2 separate regions of the Urocitellus parryii genome follow, and region 2 is linked to region 1. A link is a contact called in public Hi-C data. All regions are on one chromosome and are shown on one strand. The core of a region is the stretch at or near the end of the contact, and the rest is flanking DNA. Distances in the headings are between cores, read along the strand shown.

Region 1 (4,780 bases), core at 1,087-3,586:
TTAACAGGAGAGCTGCAATTTCAGAGAGCCAGCCCTGATGAGCTCAGTAACTGGCCTTACAGGAACTAAGCATCTCTGAATAAGCACTCTGGGTTGCTCATGCAACCTGTCTGGGTCAACAGGACACATTTACTGTGTTGTGAAGCATTTCAACACTCTGAAGGGTGCAGAAGTGGGACTTCACAGGTCCCTGGCTGCACTAGGCTTGCAATCTGACAGAGTAGAGACCATGCACGCAGAACTGACTGCTGAGCTGTTTGGTCTAACAAGAGAATAAGAAAGGGCATTCCAGGCAGAGCTCTAAGAGGTCCTTTTGCAGTTTTATTTCTTGAATCTGGACAGCATCTTGACCCCGATGCTTAACAAGAAAGCATTCATCTCTAGAATGCAGGTAACAGGCAAGCAGAACAGCACAAAGACTGTGTGAACAGGAAACCTATTCTGAAGTAGAAGGTTCATTGAGACTCAGCTCAATTCTCATTGGTGAATTGGTGCAATCTTTTTTGAAGAGCAATATCAAACAAAATTGCAAATGTACATATTGCAGAACCTAGCAGCTCTACTGCTAGGAATTACACATTCACAAGGACATAAATCTATGTGTTTGTGTGTTTATGTAGATATAAATGGATGCTCAATGCAGCAATGTTTGTAGGAATGAAAAATAATGAAAACAAATTAAAAAATGACCAAAGAGAGATCATTACATTATTATTATTATTATTATTATCATTATTATTTTGGTATCAGAGATTGAACTCAGGGAACTCAACCACTGAGCCACATCTCCAGCTCTATTTTGTATTTTATTTAGAGACAGGGTCTCACTGAGTTGTTTAGCACCTCGCTTTTGCTGAGGATGGCTTTGAACTTGAAATCCTTCTGCCTCAGCCTCCCTAGCCGCTGGGATGACAGGTGTGTGCCACTGCACCCGGCTATACAACTAATTTTTAAAATGAGGCAGTGGTGTGTGCTTTCAGGTTGATGTATTGTTAAGTGAGAAAAACATTAAAATAAAATAGGCATAGTATGTACCATGTTTTCAATGGAAGACTATGCATATAGTTCGTCATTTTGAAATTTTTGAAAAAAAAATTGAAACAATACGTAAGAACCTGGTTAGTAATGGTAAACCCTGAGAAGCTGAGACCCTCTAGTTGAAAGAGATTTTCTTTTTACTATGTGAATGTATAACTTTTATAATTTAAACAAAGCAAAAAAAGTTTTAATTTAATGTGAATAGACACAACAGATAACCTCCTAGGTGAATTCCTTCTGTTACCAACATCCTTCTCCCAGTCTTCCCTGTTGACATCTCGCTAGCATCTCATATTTAATGTAACTATTAGCAGCTTGGTGGAGATATATGTTTCGTGGGCTCCAATGAGACATCTCTAATTCATTCTTGAATTGGGTCCTTAAGAGGAAAGAGGAAAATTCAGCACTGGTGACACCTCTGAAACAGCTTATAAGTCACCCATGCACTTTGTAAGATCCCAAGAAAACCCCTTGGCAATTTTCTTAGGATCCATTCATATTGCATCTCCCGCATCCCCCAAATACACAAAGAAACTCTACCTTGGAGGGCTTGTACCCAAACAGCATTACAAAAGCAACCTTAAAGTCCTCTCTGCTTAGGTAGCCTTTGTTATCTTCATCGCATGCTTTAAATACCTAAAGAATATTAAATGGTTTCAGTTAGTAAAACAAACTGTTCCCTTATTTTCATTATTATCAAATTTGAACCTCTAAAATCTAAAACTTAGCCCAGTAGAGCTTAGAAATAGAGTGGTATTATCCCAACTTTAAATCTCAAGAAATCTGCCAGAAGTGCCAAGGTCTTAACCGCTGGGCTGACGCAAATTAGTTTTCACCTTCAGGATAAATTCTACCCACAATTCCGTCCTAGAAATTAGGAAAGCGAGGCAACGGGGCTGGGGGCTGGCTTTGAACTGGGAGAAATGCAAATTCGAAACTACGTAGCTGGGTACCGGGGTGGAGAAAGAACTTGGAAGCAGGCAGAACCAGGAGCAGGCAGCTCTGGGCTTTTCATTAATCACGACTGTTCTAAGGGTCGTCCAGGTCTCGTCTGAACAACCCGGCTGAGCCAGACGCCAGCACAGAGACTGAAATGCCCGGAGCCAAGACGAAGTCCAAAACTTAAGAGTCACGTTCCGGACACCTACTTCCACAAACTTCTTGTGTTCCGCGGGGCTGGCTTCCCACGTCCGCCGCCGGGCCCCAGCCTCGGAGAAAAACATAGCCACAGCTACAACCAGTTCCGGACCACCTAGTCCAGAACCTCTCCCGCCAGAACCCCGCTCTCAGCCTCCCTCGGCCACGCCCACCGCGGCTCTGGAACTAGCCGTGCAGCTCCAACGTCTCCTCCCATTGGACGGTCTCCGAGCCACTGGCGTTGATATCGCAATGCTATAGGCCACAGGCTGTGTTTCCTTGGACCAGCCAGGGGCGGGGAGGCTCCCAGGCCCGCCCCCCAGCGCTTAGCTCCGCCCCTGCTTAGTTCCCTTAACTCTCTGCAAGCGACGCGAGACCCAGCGCACCTAGATGCTTTACAAACTACATGCTCAAGTTCATGATTTCTTTCATTCGTTGCCAACCTTGCGATAAATTCCTTTTGATTATGTTGGTCCCTGGCTTTGCTAGATTTCATAGAAGACACAAAGAGGATGAACAAAGCCTAGAAGTCGAGCCAAATCCAGGATTCACGTTTAAGTCAGCAAGTCATTGGGTTGAGCACGCAGGGTAGTTAGTAAGTTGGTTTTGTCCTTTTTTTTTTTTTTTTTTTTTTTTTTTTTTAATAACTCCGGCACCTAGCACTGTGTCTGGAACAAAGGAGATCTTCAATAAACGAAAGAAGCCGTTAGCACATTTACACAGACTTATTCCATTCAACCCTCTGAAAGTGATGCCTGGTTTGAGGGAGACCCAAGGAGTAAATAGCATAAACAGCCTCAAGTCCAAATTACATAGCAAACATCCTTATAAAAGACGAACGTCGGGAGAGTTCCGTTTCCCAGATGGGTTCATCTCTGATCCCTCTATTTTGTCAAATCAATAAATTTAAAAGAACGTTCGCATGCCTGTTTGAAAGAAGCAGGCATTCGAGGTTCTGAGTCTGATGTGGACTTGTTTAACTTTCTATTTTACAGCAGGCTTTTAAAGACTGAGCCCCAGCCGAGCCCGCTCTTCCCGGGACACGGGTTTTCCATTTGGCAGCTGCTTTTAATCTCAGCTCATCTTTTTGTTCTCTCTCTCTCTCCGCCTTTCAAAACACACCGCTGACCCCTGGGAACCTGAAGCTATGTGAACCCCTATAAAGGGGTTGACCACCTTTCTGTTTCTCTCTCTTTTAAGACACCAGTAGGTGAGCTGGGAGGGAGAGGAGGTCAGGTCTCCCATCTGCCCCCTTTGAGGAATAAACCTGTCAGTCCCTTCGGATATGGGGGTCTTTAGGACCCAAGGGCAAGATTCCCGGAAGGGGAAGCGGCTGGGCGGTGAGGCGCGGGCCGCGGCGAAGTGCGTTTGAACTGCGCGCAGGCGCAGACGTCGCGCGGGGCGGGGCCGAGGCGGCGGCGGAGGCGGTGTGGTCAGGTACGTGTCCCGCGGCCGTGGGCTGCGCGCGGTCTCTAGTCCTGCGTCCCTCGACTGCCCGGCTCGCTGTGCCGGGGAGCTGGAGTCCGGAGAACCGGGCGCGTGGTGGCCCGGCTGGAGGCTGACCGCGAGGGAAGCGGCACCGCCGGAGGACTCCGTTCGGGGTCCTGTGCCCGCGGCCTCGGCTTCCTGCAGTAATAGCGCCTCTTAGCGGGCGCTCAGCAAGCGCTGCAGAGACCGACTCCTGCCCGCAGGGTGGGTGCGAGGCCCCCTCTCGCTTCGGCCCTTGCGGGGTGCGGTCCCCGACAGTTGTAGCGAGCGCAGGTTGAACGCGCCCCACTTGCGGGCGTGTACCTGAGCTTTCTTGGCTCGTTTCCCCCAAAGGGGGACGGTCACAGTCCACGCCTACCTCCTTCAAACAGGTCCCAGTCCCTGCTGGACCTTCCCGTCAAACCATTCACCATACGGAATTGTAGCCAACGTAATATTTTTAAAAAGGTAAATCGAGCCAAGTTACTCCCCTTATTAAAGTTCAGTTATTAGAATAAGATGTAGTGTCTTTAACATAAGCCTTCTTCCCCCACTCCTTTCATCCCGGACCATTACCTTTCTTACATAAATCCTTCTTCTGATCCTGCAGTTCTTATGACCCTGTTCTCACCTTCCAGCCTTTGCGGTTGGGTTCCCTCTCCCCGGAATGCTCTTCACTTCATGTTTTAGCTGTCTGGGTCCGTTTTATCCTCCGGGTCCCATTCATTTCTTCAGAGATTGTTCCTAAGTAAGGTCATCCCTGTAAAATGTGAAGTTAAATTTTTATGTTGTTAATCTCTCTTCCACTCTAGAAGCAAACTCCCCCAGGACAGAAACTGTATATTGTTAATTTCTTATTCCCAGTGCTCAGTACACAGTAGCTGTTCAGTAAGCGTGTATTAAGTCAATGAATTGGGGTAGGTAAGCACGATGCTTATTTCACAGCTGAGGAAAACGAGGCTCAGCCCTTATCCAATCTGCCCGATGCACATGAACCGCGTAGTTTAAGAATTCAAAAGAAAGTAGATCTTACATTCTGAGTAATTTTTCCTGAGATGGCTCTTTTGTTTATAATAGTCACACAACTGTAGCCACTAAAGTAGTTCTTTGAAAGTGAGTTGTGACACCTTAGATACTC
Region 2 (4,780 bases), core at 838-3,337, 300 kb before region 1:
CATAACAACCATGTCTCCACTCATGGGTTATTAGATACCATCCACTTCCTGTGTCTAAATTTTTAAACCAATCAGAAAAGTGTTTATACATTTAACAACTTCTGGGAGGGTGCTTCTTTAATGAGGCACTTTAAGGCTAAATGAAGACATCCACAGGCTTATATAGTCATCTTACAGAGGCAACATTTCACAGTGTTTACTAATTCATAGCCTTATATGCCGAAGAATAGCCTTTTCCATGGATATGAAATGCATTCTCCTCAAAGCAGATGCCACGATTTCTTATCACAGAGTACAAGCTGATTTTGATGGTGAGCTCTTCATTGTCTTTTTCTTTCACTGTCACAAGACTTAGATTTAGTGCGTGAAACATGCTAACGCAAAAGGCACTTAAATTATCAAAGTAATGATACAGTTAGGCATCCATCTGCTGATTTTGCTATTTAAATACTATGATCCAAGAACGGTTCGGAAAAATTAATTCTAAGTTGAACAACTTTGCATTCTACAACTTGGAAGCAGAAATCATTGATAACGTCTTGTAAAGTGATACATCTATCAATGGAAGCTAGTAGCTGAGGTCTGCAAAGAAATCTGTCACCAAAATGGCCTACTTTATCTGGATAGAAACAACAACCAAAAATTAAACATAAAGCTTTCTCGTGCAAACTGCAGCAGGATTAAAAAAAAAAAAAAACAATCTCGCAGAGACCCACGCACAAGAAGGCTCATCTGAAATTATGGCACGATTTTAAAAGAGGGTTTGGGGTGACTGTTTTCCTAAGTCTCAATCTAACTGACCAATCAGTGCAAGAGTTAGAGCGGGCTCCAGACATTGGTGCCGTCTTCAGAGCTCTGCACCCTCAGAGCTGCTCGCCCTGTCTAAGGCAGAGCTGGCGATCAATGAATAACCGGGAACAAAAGGAATATAACAGGATGTCTTTCTTAGCAAAGGGAATCGCTTTCCTTTTTCCTCAATGAGCGGGTCGCACCCTGCCTACGACAGCGCCACATGGGAGCTTCCACCAGACCCGTCCTTTGGATGAGGCACATTTTTGCTTTTGCAATCATGTGTCCCAACTGCTAGCAAATGTGTCACCTTAAGCACAGCCTGTGACGGAGGGCTCCCCGAGCCCAACCAATTGGAACTAATAAATTAAATAAATTAATAACCCCACGATTAAAAGCTCCGAGAAAGACCGTGCTTCCCTTTCCCAAATGTCACTCCCAGAGTATAAACAAAGCATGAAATACACAGTTTCTTCAGCCTCCTCGGCTGGCAATCGTGGTTTTTCCGCCTCAAAACAATGTTGCTCAAAAAAAAAAAAAAAAGAAAGAAAGAAATATTCTTGCTGCTTTCAACGGAAACTCTCATCTGTCTGTGTCACATCAGGATAAGCAGCTACAGTATTTGAACAGAGGTTTAAACTGCCCACAGACCTGACACTCTGTTTATAATTGATAGCAAAACAGTTGCGACAGCAAAGCCTGCAAACTGCCCCAGCTAAACTCCACATTGAACACGTTGGTCCCTTGAAAAATAAAAGTCAGGCCGGGGGACCCCACCAACGGGGCTTCCCCAGGAGTCCTTAGCAGGATCACACCCAGGAGATGGTGATTTTTTAAATATCCATTTGCCGGCGATTTTTAAAAAATTGTTAGGTTTTTTTTTTTCCAAAAACACCTACCTACAGATTCCAGAGAAACTTTTTTTTTTCCCTTTTTCTTTCTTTCTTTTCTTTTTTTTTTTAATGAACTTACTTTTGAGACAAAACTAATGAAAATAAAGCAACTTGCCATCTCCCTGGCTCTTCCCCATCTGGGGCTGCAGGCTAGAAATCCGTGGAAACTAGGTGCAAAGACGGGGGCGGGCCCCGTGGAGCCGGCCCCGGGCCCCGCGGCGGCCGGGGCGCGGGCTCCCGGTGACAATGCTAAACCGCGGCGGGCTCGGGGGCGGGGAGCGCGCCCCGCGGTCGTTACCTTCGATCGCCCGCCCCCCCGCCGCTCCTCGCGGCCGCATCGGGGGGCTGCGGCGGCGCTGCACTCGCGGGTGGTCCCGCCGCCGGGTCGCGCCGTCTCCCGGCCGAGCTGCAGCCGATCGCGGCCGGAACCCGGGCTCCAGCGCCCGGCGCCCGCCCGGGGTCGGCGGCGCGCTCCCACCCGGGCCCGGAGCCCTGCTGGGTCCTAGCGCGCGCCGCCGCCGCCCGCCCCGCGGCCCGGTCTGCAGCCCGCACGTACGGCCGGCAGCTCGGGAGCCCCGGGGAACCCCGCGAACACCGCCCACCCTCCGGTCCCTCGCAGAAGCCGCCGCGGTCGGTCGGTGCTGGGGGACCGAGGGGCTCCAATCCTGGATCCGAAGATGTTAAGTGACAGACGTGGGCTGCAGCCCAACTCGCGGAAGGCAGACGTTGGCGTCTGCAGCCCCAGTTGTAAAGCACCGAGGTTTGTCCCGGGCGCTTGGGTTGTCGTGTGCGTTCACACCAGACAGGAGGCCTTCCAGACGGGATCGATAAAGAAAGATTTCAGAAGTAGAATGCAAAAAAAAAAAAAAAAAAAAAAAAAAAAGGAGAAAGTTGAAAATTTGTGTGTTTAAAACCACGTTTTAAAGAGTTTCCCAATAACCCCACCCCCACCCCCCCACCCCCGTTAACAGGTCCTTTTGCATGTTGCTTTCTCTTACTTTATAATATGCTATTTTAAATAATAAAGCCCCATATGGCTAAGCACATAGTCATTTGATTTTCAAAAGACCTCAAAAATTGCATCAAAATATGCACTCGTGTCTCTCCTAAGAAATCAACGAGAGAGAATTAATGGTGGCATATGGCGTGCCTCATAGAGAAAACTTAATTACAAATTAAAACAAATGCGAAAATTCACAAATTTCGTAAACTGAAAGTAAATTATGATCCTAGATTGATACACAAATCAGCTCGTGTACAATTAGGAAGACTGTAAGTTCTTAGTTTCTTTTTCACAACAGGGGAGAGGCAGTTTGACACACATTCATATCAAATTCCCCTGGTTTGCCCCCAAAAGGGCTTCCAGCAACTTCTTGGCTCATTCATTTACTGCAGGCCACCTGGAAAGCAACTTTTCATCTGGTAAGTGCTCATTTAAGAGGACAATTCTGTTAGCTCTTAATTCAAAATAATAGTGCTTTGGTTTGAAAAGCTTGTTGGAAAGCCTTGGAGACTGGGAGTTTTCTTTTCAGTCTGGTATCACCAAGTTTGAAGGTCACAGTTCTGTAAAACTGCTCGTAGTAATGGCGTTGTGGTTTATACCAAAAAGAAAATCAAATATGTGCTTTCTGAGTTTTATTTTTGGAGCAGAAAAAAAAAATCCCTTTGAAAAGTACTCTTGCCTTCACCCCTTCCAATTATAGCTAAATAAATGTAATGGAAGATTTTTAGTATTAATTAAACATCAAAGGCACCCCTTCTGCTGACTTATGTTGTACTATGTTACACTTGTAGATCTTCAAAGTACTGGAACGTGCATCTCATGTGATCTTTACCACACCTCTGTGAGAAAACAGATATTATAACCCCCAATTTTCAAATGAGAAAATGAAGGTCTCAGAAGGTGAAGGGACTTGTCCAGAACCACACAGCTGGTGAGCAGAGCAGCTGGAATCCCAACCTTGTCCTCTAGAACTTCCCACAGGTTTTTTCAAGTACATCAAGGCCTCCAGCTATTTCTCCTTAAGTGTTGTGGGGTGGATGAGGTATCCAAAACAAGCCTGCAGGTAGGGTCCTTTAGTCACCGTTATCTGGAGCAGAGCAGAGATTTACAGCCTGGAAAAATGAGGCTAGCTGAATACATGTTGCTCTCTGCTAAAGGAGAAAGATGGCTGGTGAGCCCTGTGCCCTTCAGATTTCTGTCCTGGGGCTATCCAGGGTACCCTGGCAGACGGTGCAAGGCTACATTCCCCCGGGTACCTTTCTGCTGGCCCTCAGAGACTAAGACCGGGTCCCATTTTACACACAGAGGAGTGAGATTTTCTCTGTGGAAACTGGTTATCTACGTGCCCATACTGAAAGGCTTTCCAACCCTTGAAAAGTCAAGGTGTTTCAGCTACAAGGCGGCCAACTGGGAAAACTCTGGCCTCCCTGTCCAGACCTGGTGACAGCTGGAGCCCACTGGGCCTCCAGGGAGTCCTCAGCCTCCTGCACCCATTGGAAAGCTACCAGCCAGTCTGTTTATGGCAGTTCACTTCCTCCTCCCCCCTGCCTAAAGGAAACATTAACTTCTCTTGTTGATGTGTCCCAAACCCCACAAACAAGCAGGTGGGGCTAGATGACATTTAACCAGAAAGATAGAAACATTTTTCTCTGAAAAGTGATACATTCCTTTTTTTGTGTGTGGTTCATGAGGAAGGAACTAGACATGGCCCAGTAGGGAAGATACATACATGCAGCCCCTCCTGGGGAACTACTTAGAAGGCTTAATGCAAAACTTACTTGATGGGCTGGGAGTATGTGATGGCCGCAAAGTATGGCAGAGGGAAGCGACTCACATCACCATCAGGAAGCCGTGAGGGACTCCACTCACCAGATACCAATTCATATTCCAAAGCTCAGTTGGTAAAGTGCTTCCCTCACATGCACAAGGCCCTGGGTTCAAACCTCAACACAAAACAAAACAACAACAAAGAAACTATTTGATGAACTCCCACGACCCCTTTATTGAAAACCAGTGTAATTTATGGTCACACCATTCATGTGGCCTTCAAATGTTGCAAATGCTGGGCCCAAACTCAGTACAGATAGGAGGTGAG

Evidence for each region. Hi-C and Micro-C count contacts between places; a contact is called where the count stands out from the background.
Region 2: a contact with region 1 is called in a Hi-C map of muscle, with 4 times the contacts expected there. The contact joins the promoter of Foxn3 here to the promoter of Efcab11 in region 1. A contact is called at or near these places in 2 of 2 Hi-C or Micro-C datasets (liver and muscle).

The regions. Positions count from the first base shown.
Region 1 is chr6:15,079,598-15,084,377 of mUroPar1.hap1, reverse strand. Efcab11 (EF-hand calcium binding domain 11) reads right to left here and starts at 2,336. Exons shown (of 6, transcript XM_026394240.2): 1 at 2,187-2,336; 2 at 1,579-1,674. The coding sequence starts at 2,261. It overlaps Tdp1 (tyrosyl-DNA phosphodiesterase 1), which reads left to right and starts at 3,588. Exons shown (of 16, transcript XM_026394228.2): 1 at 3,588-3,612.
Region 2 is chr6:15,378,993-15,383,772 of mUroPar1.hap1, reverse strand. It overlaps Foxn3 (forkhead box N3), which reads right to left and starts at 2,087. Exons shown (of 8, transcript XM_026394242.2): 1 at 1,981-2,087.